2 separate regions of the Mus musculus genome follow, and region 2 is linked to region 1. A link is a contact called in public HiChIP or PLAC-seq data. All regions are on one chromosome and are shown on one strand. Each heading gives the region's core, a stretch centred on a gene start, on an enhancer-like site or on the middle of the called end of the contact. The rest is flanking DNA. Distances are from core to core; before and after follow the strand shown. Region 1 overlaps Gm35218 (a long non-coding RNA gene). Region 2 has its middle 14 kb from the start of Gm35388.

Region 1 (5,277 bases), core at 736-3,235:
TGTGTGCAGCTATCTGCATAAAATCAAGACAGCCCAAATTCCAGATAAGCAATGAAAGTGTTCTCCAAGCCCTGCTCCTCACTGAGTAGCTACTGGACTTGATACCTGCAGAAGGAGGGAGAATTATCTTTCCTCCCAATAGCTCCATGCAATATTTTTGCAACATGTTTTTTGGTTTGCAACTTGTCATATGGTTCCAGAACAAAAAAGTAAAGAATGAGCACTTTCTTGGAAGTATCTCTTCGTCTTTAGAATAATGCAATGAAACAGGGCAGAAATCACATAGAAGATTAAATCTGATGCTAAATCAAACATGCAATAGGTATTATTAATTCATAATCTACTAAATTACTACTATGGTACTGGGGCCTAATTTAATAAAAATATGAATGAATGGATTGGGGATTTAATGACGCAGTATGACTTTAAATATATAGAAAAATAATTTTCAACTCATACAATTTTGGTTTTATGGCAATTTCTCAAAAACAACAACCCTCTGAAGTAAGAATAGCCATAATCTAAGTATATTTATCAGAGAAACTGAACAAATTCATGGAACCTGGTTTTTAGGGAGGTTCTTAACATCTTATTCTTTTCCTAATTATGAATAATCATCAATTATTGAATAAACTTAATTGTAGCTAATATATAGAAAGACTGTTGAGGGGTTTGGCATATATTATCATTCCAGAATGCCTTAATTAAAAATAATAGAAAAGAAAGACATGACCTAATTCAATTCTGGATTCTAAGAACAGCTTTCAATCCTGAAGTCTCAGAAGCAGCAGGGACATACTCTGGGAAAACTCATTACCTGAAAGGAGACTTTTGTTCACCGAAAAGCCTGCATTACAGAACCACGGAAGACATGAAAATACGCACAACTCTCCAAAAGGAAATGAAATCAGGTGCAGACTCAATGCCTATCCAATTTAGATGATGGATGTAGCCCTGCCTCCTATAATGCAGAATATTGACATACTGATTTTGGAAGTACAGGGTGCTGGGGGAATAGGAATAGAAATGGTAAGATTTTTGTATGATGGTCTGTATAGCTCCACTGCAAAGATGGGGGTGCATAGATGATTTTTCTAAAAGAAAAAAAAATACTGGTTAATTCTTTGAGACCAGACTTTTGAGATGAGTGGGGGCCAAAGCATGGGGCTTTGTGCTAAAGTCTAGGCTACATGTGTTCTACATGAACTCATAGAACCTTCAGAAGCCATCAGAGAGGTAGTTGTTAATCTTAATCTCTACTTTCTAAATGTGGAAACTGAGGTGCAGAGGTGACCTAACTTGCTCAAATGGCGAGTAAGTGCTGGGTCAGGGTCCAGACTTCAGCACCCTGGCGCCGGGGCCTGGCATTCAGCTTCTACACTTCATTCAATGCCATTTAGAGTTGATTCTTTATTGTATTAGGTTCACTTTTACCTTCTGCCCACAGAGCATCAATTTTGTATTGGCTTTGGATTTGTTGTAGCTGCAATCAATGTCTTAGAAGCGCGTTCTGTTCATCAAACACAACTCTCCTATAAGAATGTGAGTCTTAAGGGCTCTGTTTTGCAAACTGAGGTTAAGTATCAGTCTCTCAGAAGATAGCTAGTAACTCGTCACGCAGAGTCAGAGTATCAAATAATTAACAAGTAACCAGCCAGGGTAAGTTAGTGTCTAGAAGCCAATCAAGTCTCAGACACTGAGCTGTAAACTAACTCTGAAGGGCTGTTATTTTCCCCTCAGCTCCGTTTTCCTTTTCTTCCATTCCACAGAGTTTTAGTGAATATAAGACCACCCTGTTTGCATGTCATTTCCCAGATGCCCTTGAAGCCAGCTCTAGTTGGGCAATTAAGCGCCAACTGAAGGAATGTGAACAGGAGGAAATGTAGCAATTTCTACCAAGAAAATTGCTCACTGCAGACGTCTCCTCTTCCTGTTAGGTGAACAGCAGAGCTGTCACATTGACCAAGACCTGCCAGACTGCAAAGCCGCATTTCTTTGGTTCTAGAGATGAGTCATAGCTCTTAAAGAACTACTACTTTCACCCATCACATTGGACGTGTCTTGATGACAAGGCTATGTCCTGACAACAAGGGGTTTGTCCTGTTGTTTGTTTTCCTGGTAATAGCAGCTTAAGTTCCACCATGATATCAAATGACTGGATTTTCCAAGTAATACAGAGTCCGGGATCTAAGCATTCTGAGAACTGCCACCTGGCAATGTTCAAGATTTGCTAGTTAATGAACAGATCTACTGCCACTCAACAACCTGTGATTTCCCCGTGATATTAAAATGATGTGACTGCATAGTATTTAAAGAAGCAGAAGGAAATATGGTCATGATTTTTCTTTTTTTTTTTAGTACTGGGAATTGAACCCAGGGCCTGTGCCTTGTAGCTAAACACTCTATCATTATAATATACCAAGGCTCTCATGATATTTTTAAGTGGGAAAAAAACTGTACAAAATGGTCAAGAGTGATTTCTGTAGATCTAATGGTAGATCTATTTGTAGTGAGCTGGCGAAGTGGAAGGGTGTTTCTCTCCATTTTATGTTTTGTTTCTTTTCCTCTATCTGCCTTTACACTATTTTTTCCCTACGATTCATTTTTCTTAAACATTATTAAGATGAACTGAAAGTAAAACCTATGTGCAGACAAAAAGGCCACTCTTATAAATAAGGCTTCAAGCTGTAGTTCTCAGACAGCTGTAGGCTTTGTTCTCACTTGAGTAACAACAGACAAACGTAGGTTCAGGCTGGTTGGTCATGACTGTCCCCCACCAATCTTCCTGGGTGCTGGATTGTCTGAGCCTCTGCCATACGGAATGAGTAAATCCCAAGTTATCATAGTCACCTTCAGTCCCTTCACAAAGAGTGAAGAAAGAGCAGGGAGAAGTGCATGCCAGGTGGTTTAGATCCGGCAGTACACCCTGTACTCACACTGCAGTCATGAGCAGGCCTGTTGTGATGAACAGCACCACGGGATTTGCTCGTGCCGTAATGTCCCTGTTCCCAGCTCTTCATTCAGGTTAAATAAATGATTGGGGTGATTTGGTTTTATTTTTAATTCTTATAATTTTTTTTTTGTTTAATCTTAGTGCTGTTGAAAGATAATATTTCTATTCTTTTTTTTTTAATTCTTTCCTAAAGAGAAAGGAAGAAAAATTTCTTCTCTTTCCAAAAATTCTGGACAGAGCTTGTTATTTTTCAGCTTTGTAACAATCCCATCGATTCGAGTTGTGATTATGCTCATTTCTGAGCTAGTGGCACCTATTACTTATAGGTCAGGAACAGAGCTGACATTCAGTCCTGTCTCTAGGGTGAAGCTAATGAATTGTAAGATTGGTTCATGGTGAGCAAATTAGTTCTGAAACCAGGGGATTCACAAGTTTGGTATTTTCTTTCTTTGACTCACAGATTGCTGTCTGTGGATCCCTGCTGTTTGTCCTTTGGTTTTATAGACATAAGCTCTTTGCTCCCTTTTCTTTATCCTCTTCATTTGAATCCTGTTTGTCAGGTAAATGAGTAACTTCTGCAATGCGGACTATAGTCTGAAGAATCCCGTGGAGCTTATTTCTTCTTGTGATGAATTCTGGTGAAGGACATATTAAACCAACTTCCCCTCTCAACGGATGTGAAGTACACCCAGTTAGGGCTGTATTGCTTGCCTTCTGACTATCTGCTCCAGGTGGGCGCAGAGGGAGGGGTGTGGGTAAGAGCCTTGAAGTTCTGAGTCAGAAGTGAAGTCCTGATGGATGAATAAGTATGAAGCTGTGGGTCTCAGGTTAGGAAAAAAAGAAAGGGAATGAACAATGTTTGCAATGCTAATAACATCTCTGAGGACAGATTTCAAATCTGTACCTTAAACAGAAAAGTCGGTAGTCATGGGGAATTCAACACTCTAGGACCAGTCTCTATTGTTCCTATATTTTTTCTCTTCTACAACCAGTCTCCCTATTTCCTTAAAAAAAAATATTTTTTTTTGCCTTCTTTTCTTTTTCTTGATACATTCTTGGCTATTCATAGGGCTTCTTCATTCCTTAAGATGGCCACCAAATAGGCCATGCTAAAGCACACACATTTGCTGATAAGTATCCGAAGCACCAACTGCTAGTCCCCACAACAGGACGGCTGAGGCCAAACAGGATGCAGTTTCTGCTTCCTGGTACCTTCTATCTAGCCACTCAGGCTCTTGAGCATGAAGGGCAGAAAAGAAAAATCTCCCAGCAAGAGTCAGGAGACATGTCACTGACACTTAGGCTTGCATTTTCAAGATAAATAGGATCTTTCCAGGTAGAAAGGGATGGAAAAGTACCTTTTACCCAGAGAGGATACTGCAAACTCCTTTCCTTAAAAAAAAACCCAACCAAACAAACCATGGGTGTATAGACAGAATATGGCACATATATATCATGGAATTCTTACTATTCAGCAGTAAAAAGGCAAAATTTCCTGGATGGGTCTGCAGAGAATTGTACTGATGGAAAGGACTCTCAGAAGGTTGTATACTGTGTGGCTGATGTCTTAGTACCTTTTCAAAATTATAAGGTTAGACAATTATAAATTTGAGTGATTTCAAGAGACTAGGGAAGGGTTTTCAGTGGAAGAACTAGGTGTGGCTGCAAACTGGCCACTTGAAGGATTCTGCATCATGGAGATGTTCTCCAATTTGTCTCCATGGCAACTTCTGGACTGTTATGTCAGTCTATGTAGTTTAGAAAGTTGTTACTGTTAGCATTTTGTCTAGACTCTGCCCCATAGTTACCTGGCAACAGCCAGGTATGCCTGACTTAGTATAAAAGGGGCTGCTTACCCCCTTCTCTCTCTCTCTCTCTCTCTCTCTCTCTCTCTCTCTCTCTCTCTCTCGCCTTCTTGGTTCTGCTCTATCCTCTTGTCCCTTTCCCTCTCTCTCTCCATCCCCTTTCCCCCCTCTCTCCATGTGCTCACGACCAACCTCTCCTCCTCCTCCTCTTCCTCCTCCTCCCTCTCTCTCTCTCTCTCTCTCTCTCTCTCTCTCTCTCTCTCTCTCTGCCTTTCTCTGCTTCTACTATCCTACCCTCTCAACTCCCTCCTGATGCCCTAAAAAACTCTATTTTATACTAAAACAAACAAGCAAACAAACAAACTTTTCTTAATACAAAATCAATAATTAATAGTGAGGAAACATCTGTATTATGAGATAGATCACACTGACTAAATCTGGGTGGGGAGTGTTCGTTTGTTTGTTTTTAACATAAAATCTGGTTGTCTAGAATGCTCATCACTGAGACATAGCTGGGTA
Region 2 (5,277 bases), core at 819-3,318, 310 kb after region 1:
TGGCTAACTGAAACACAAACCTCTCTAGCCAATGCCTGATGCCTTTACCTAGAGGAAGAGAGCTAGAGACATTGGAGAAAGACTATGTAGGGATGGACTTATCTAGCCACAAACCAGGGAAAGCCAGAAGCTGAAAGTGGCCAGTGGAGTCTCTCCCAGAGTCTTCAGAAAGAGCATAGCTCTACTAACATATAGATTTTAAAAATTATAACCCCAGAATAGAGAACACATTTCTAATGTTTTAAGCTCCTTATTTGTGATCATGTTACAATAGCTATAGACAATTATGATACCTTTCTATAATCTACATCATCAAACCAAGAATAATCTTTTTTTCTCTAGACAAGTTTCACCTATCTCAGACTATCTCAAACTCTATGTAGCTTAGGGTGGCCTTGGGCTATTATTGATTTTCTTATTTCCACCTCTCAAGTGCTGCCATTACAGGCATACACTGCCCTGCCCAGTTAATGCAATGCTAATATTCAAATCCAGGGCTTTTTACTAGACAAGCCCTCTACCAAGCAAGCAACCGTGGCCTCAGAAGAGCAATCTATTTAAAATGTAACTCTGGTCTTTATAATCTAAATACCACCAAGCCTACCTATATCAAAGTCTTTCCAGGTGCTAATAAACTGCCCTTGATCTCCTTCTGTTTTCCCCTCACCTGTTTCATGGCAGTAACCCCCATCTCCTTGCTGTTCCTCGAGCAAGCAAAGCAGTCTCCTACAGTGAATCTTTGCCTCTATCTGGAAGGCTCCGCCTCTGCTAGTCATGTGACTCCTCTCAGCTTCTTCAGGCTTTGTTCCCTGTCACCTTCTGGGTGAGGAATACTTTGATGAGCTTCCTAAAGTCACAATCAACCACTCTTTTCACTACCAAAGTTCTTTATTGGGCTCTAGTTTTCACACACATTAATGCCCAGTCATAGAACAAGCGGCTCATTGATCATTTAGTTATTTCCACAAAGCTGAAACATAACCTGTACGAAGTAGAAATTCCTTTCTTTGACCATTAAAGAGAGCCAATAGAAGGCACACAGTAAATATCTGTTGACTGGATAGATGAGAATGAATGGAAAGGGTTCTGTCCAGGTAAAAGTGGATTCTTAACAACAGGCATCTTTTAGGGGAAAACAATTCTCCTCCCCATGGCTTCTGAAGTTTTAATTCCATGGTCAATTTATTTCCAGGCCATATTCCCCCAAATCCAATTTAAGTTGGGATTTTCCCAAGTCAATTAGATGGGGCTTAAATTAGAAAAGGTATATAAATTCAGCTGACACTGCCCTTGGCACAGCCCAAGTGCCTGATAAATTATTTCTCCTCTTCTTTGCAATCACTAAAGGATTTGAATATCCTGAAGGAGTAGGTTGCAGATTTCTCTCATATGTGTTATATGAATGTGTGCGTGTGCGTGTGTGCGTGTGTGTGTGTGTGTGTGTGTGTGTGTGTGTGTGTGTGTGTGTGTGTGTGTGTGTATTGACAGAAACAAATGGTCTGGGGCCACACACACTGAGCCAGGAGCTGCCCTTCCAGTCTTGTGGATAAGTAATGATGTAGCAATGTGGTGACCTTATGGAGTAACAGTGTTACAACAATGAGTGATACATTTCTGCCTTCCGCAGGCAACAATCTTCTCTCAGTTTGTAACTATGTGTTACAATTTGTAACTATTTGTAACTACTGACCTCCCTTCCTTGCCTCTCAGTAGCCTCTGGAAATCTGTGTGATTGCACCACACAAACATAAGAAGACCCAGAGGAAATAAAAGCCAGATCGAGTTCACCATCACATACTGCACCACCACTATCTATTCACAGGTTGGTTCAATCTTATCATAGGGACTTAGCTTTCTAGATACCAATGAAGTCACTTGGCAGTGTCTACCCTTACTGCAGAGGCACATGTATTTCTTAAAGCAGAACCTGGGTGCTGACATTTGCCCCCACACGGCTTTCTCTTTTCTTTTTTTGACTTTGCAATGAAATCATAATTCATTTCTCTGCAGGGCACCTTCCAGTAAGTTTGTGGCTATAACATCGGTGAAATACAAACCACATCCTGGAGTCTCTAGAAGAAGTAAGAACCCACTTGAAAATGTCTAGAGGGGAGGTTGGAGGTGGCTCAGTGGTTAGGATCTGAGTTTGGATTGCCATTGTCCACGTAAAAGCTGACAACAGCAGCGCACCCCAGCACAGGCAGGTTCCAGGGGCTCACTGGCCAGCCAGTCTCGTCAAAACAGTGAGCTCCAGGTTCAGTGAGAGACCCCCATCTCTTTGTCAGGTATAGAAGCAATTGAGAAAAATGCCCAAACATCATCAAACTCTGGCTTCTTCAGTCACCTGTGTGGGCAAGCACACGGGCATGTACATGAGTGTGCACATATGCATGTACATGCACACACACACACACACCTGCATGCATGCATGCATACGTACATATGTACATACATACATAAAAGAAAACTAAAGAGACAGAAATTGCAAGTGAGAAGGCCTCTTACTCTTCTATACACAGTATCTCATTTCATTCACTCAAGAGATGAGTGTCACAAAGATATAGATAAGAAAACTATCAAAAACTTATTTTCAGAAAGTGAAACTAGGTCACTGTGTCTACCAGGGTAAATTCCCACAAACCTGGCTTAAAGAGACAGAGGCTCATCCTCTTGCCATTCTGGAAACCTGATCCTGGTTTCCAAAAGCCTGGATCCTAGCATCAAAGTTTTGTCTCAACAGAATCATTCATTCACTTTCACTCATTCATTTAACAAATATTTACCGAATGTCTTCCATGCATTACAAGGACTGGAAGTTTCTGGGAGCTCCTGAAAGAGTCCCTCCTTGCATCTCTCCTAGTCACTAGCCAGCAATCCCCAGTGTCCTGTGTTCCAATCTCAACCTTGCTGTATAGCACAGCCTTCTATTAGCTTATTAAGATACTACTCATTGAGTTTATAGCAAAAAAAAAAAAAGAAAGAAAGAAAGAAAGAAAGAAAGAAAGAAAAAAAACTCTAAGCTAGTCACATCTGTGTTGATTGTTTTTTGTCAACATAGCTAGTGTCATTTGGGAAGAAGAACCTCAATTTTAAAACTCCCTCCATAAGATTGGCCTGTGAGCATGTCCATGGGTTATTTCTTTTCTTGATTAATGATGGATGTCAGTGGTGCTGTCCCTGGGCTGGTGGTCCTGGGTTCTATAAGAAAGCAGGCTGTGCAAGCTATGTAGAGCAAGCCAGTAGGCAGCACCCCTCTGTGGTCTGTGTTTCAGTTCCTGCCTCCAGGCTCCTGCCCTCGGAGATGGAGTATGGCTTAGTTTGTAAAATGAAACAATTCCTTTCCACGCCTAAGCTGATTTTGTTCAGTGTTTTACCACATCAAGAGAAAACGAATGAGGACAACCGTCTGACCCCACAACCTCCTTACATCTCCAAAGACCCTATTTACCTAATAAGGTCATATTCTTAGGATAAGGACTCGGGCATGTCATGGGGCCATACAACCCACTGTAGCCACTAAGAAGGTGGGAAACCCAGAACTCAGACTCCGCTCTGAGTGCAACATTCTAAGTACACATAGCCTCCCCTGGTTCTCCCAGGAGAGTAGGACAAGCCACTCTGGAGTGTCACTGGCCTGGGGACAAGTGCTTCTTCCCATGTCATCTTTCCCTGAGAGAAAAGTCTGGTTTCCCTTAATTGACCTAGATTCAAATGGAATGTAAAAGTCTCTCTCATAGATGCCCCATTATAACCTTCCTAGGAAAGTATGTGGGTGGCTGTCCTAATGCACTGTTACTCTAAGTTGAAGCAGTCCTGAGAATTGTCACACCCTGCATCAGAGCTTCCAGGAACACATTGCATTTATAAGGATAGAAGGATAGTGTTTAGGAGTTGTATGCTGCACCCACCCATAATGTCAAAATCCTCTTTAACTGTGAGAATGTTACGGAGTGCTATACAGTAGGAAGTAACTCAGTAAGTCTGGGTTGTCAAGCCCTGGACAGCTCAGAAAAAAAATGTATGGCCCTTTTCTGCTCCTGGGAGCTAACAATACAATTTTGGTATACTGTGCCTGAAAAGTGTCTGTTTCCCCGGGAGCCTAGGGCCCACAGATACTTGATGCTAAGACTGGGATTGATTCTTAGAGCCTTGGACCATGAGGTTAACCATGGTGTCTGCAGGGGCTGAGTAAGGGCAATCATATTAGCAGTGTGCCATGTCCGAACACTCCCTACCTTAAAAACAAGATCTGTGTGCTAGAGAAATGGTTCAGTGGTTACAAGCACTTACTGCTCATACAGAGGACCCAAGTTCAGTTCCCAGCACCCACATTAGTCAGCACACAACCACTTGTAACTCCAGCTCCATGAGATGTGATGTCCTCTTATGGCTTCCAGGGGTGCTGTACTCATGTGCACATACTCACACATAGACACACAATTAAAAATAAAATATCGTTTTAAAGAAAATCTGGAGACCATGGCTCAGGTGAACTTCCCTCTTGGCAATACTTTCCATGTCGTTTACACATTGTTGTGGGGAGAATTAAGCCTCACCCACATTTCTTCGCTAAAGAAAGAATTGGAAGGTAGTGGCCCTTCCCTCTTTTCTGCTGCTGATATTAATCGGTATTTTTTTTTCTGCTCTAACAAACCATAACCACTGCTATGCAGGTAACCAGCTGCATTCTGATGGGACCTGAGACCTAATCCCCAGGAGACAATTTGCATCTAGTTCTGTAAACCTGGTCAAAACTCCATGGCTTGGGAGGTCATAGAACCCAGGAAAGAATCTATTCAGGCTGTTACACTAAATGGTCATGTTGTTAAAACACCTTCTAAGCATGTAAATGTATGTATACCCACTGATTGCTGCTGTCAACCTTGGTCAGAAAAGCATCTTTCCATGGTGATGCACTTAATTCAGTGGTGGTTTGAATGAAAAAGACCCTCATAGACTCATAGAGGTGTGGCCTTGCTGGTGTGAATGTATCACAGGAGATGAGTTTTGAGGTTTCAGAAACTCAAGCCAGGCCTAGTGTCACTCTCTCTCCCTGCTGCCTGTGGATCCTGATGTAGAACTCTCAACTCCCTCTCCAGCACCATGTCTGCCTGCATGCTGTCATGTTTCCCACCATGATAACAGACTAAACCTCTGAAAGTGTAAGCCAGCCCCAATAAAATGTTTGCCTTTATTAGAGTTGCCGTGGTCATGGTGACGCTTGACAGCAATGAAACCCAAACCAAGATAGCTATAATCCTAGAGGACACAGCAGTC

Evidence for each region. HiChIP or PLAC-seq counts read pairs in DNA pulled down with a chosen protein or histone mark.
Region 2: a BATF HiChIP or PLAC-seq map of CD8 T cells shows a contact between it and region 1, with 10 read pairs. The contact joins two enhancer-like sites. A contact is called at or near these places in 2 of 484 Hi-C or Micro-C datasets (B cells and macrophages) and 2 of 115 datasets of contacts at active chromatin or transcription factors (CD8 T cells and Th17 cells).

Annotation. Positions count from the first base shown.
Region 1 is chr14:72,776,151-72,781,427 of GRCm38.p6, forward strand. All of the region lies in intron 5 of Gm35218 (a long non-coding RNA gene), which reads right to left. Among named protein-coding and RNA genes, the nearest start is that of Gm35218, 29 kb to the right of the region's middle. Within about 2 kb of position 1,986, at least 69 of the 459 cell types and tissues checked have an H3K27ac peak or open chromatin away from gene starts, as enhancers often do. A contact at or near this core is called in CD8 T cells and Th17 cells, where this site is marked.
Region 2 is chr14:73,085,848-73,091,124 of GRCm38.p6, forward strand. No RefSeq gene overlaps it. Among named protein-coding and RNA genes, the nearest start is that of Gm35388, 14 kb to the right of the region's middle. Within about 2 kb of position 2,069, at least 35 of the 459 cell types and tissues checked have an H3K27ac peak or open chromatin away from gene starts, as enhancers often do. A contact at or near this core is called in CD8 T cells and Th17 cells, where this site is marked.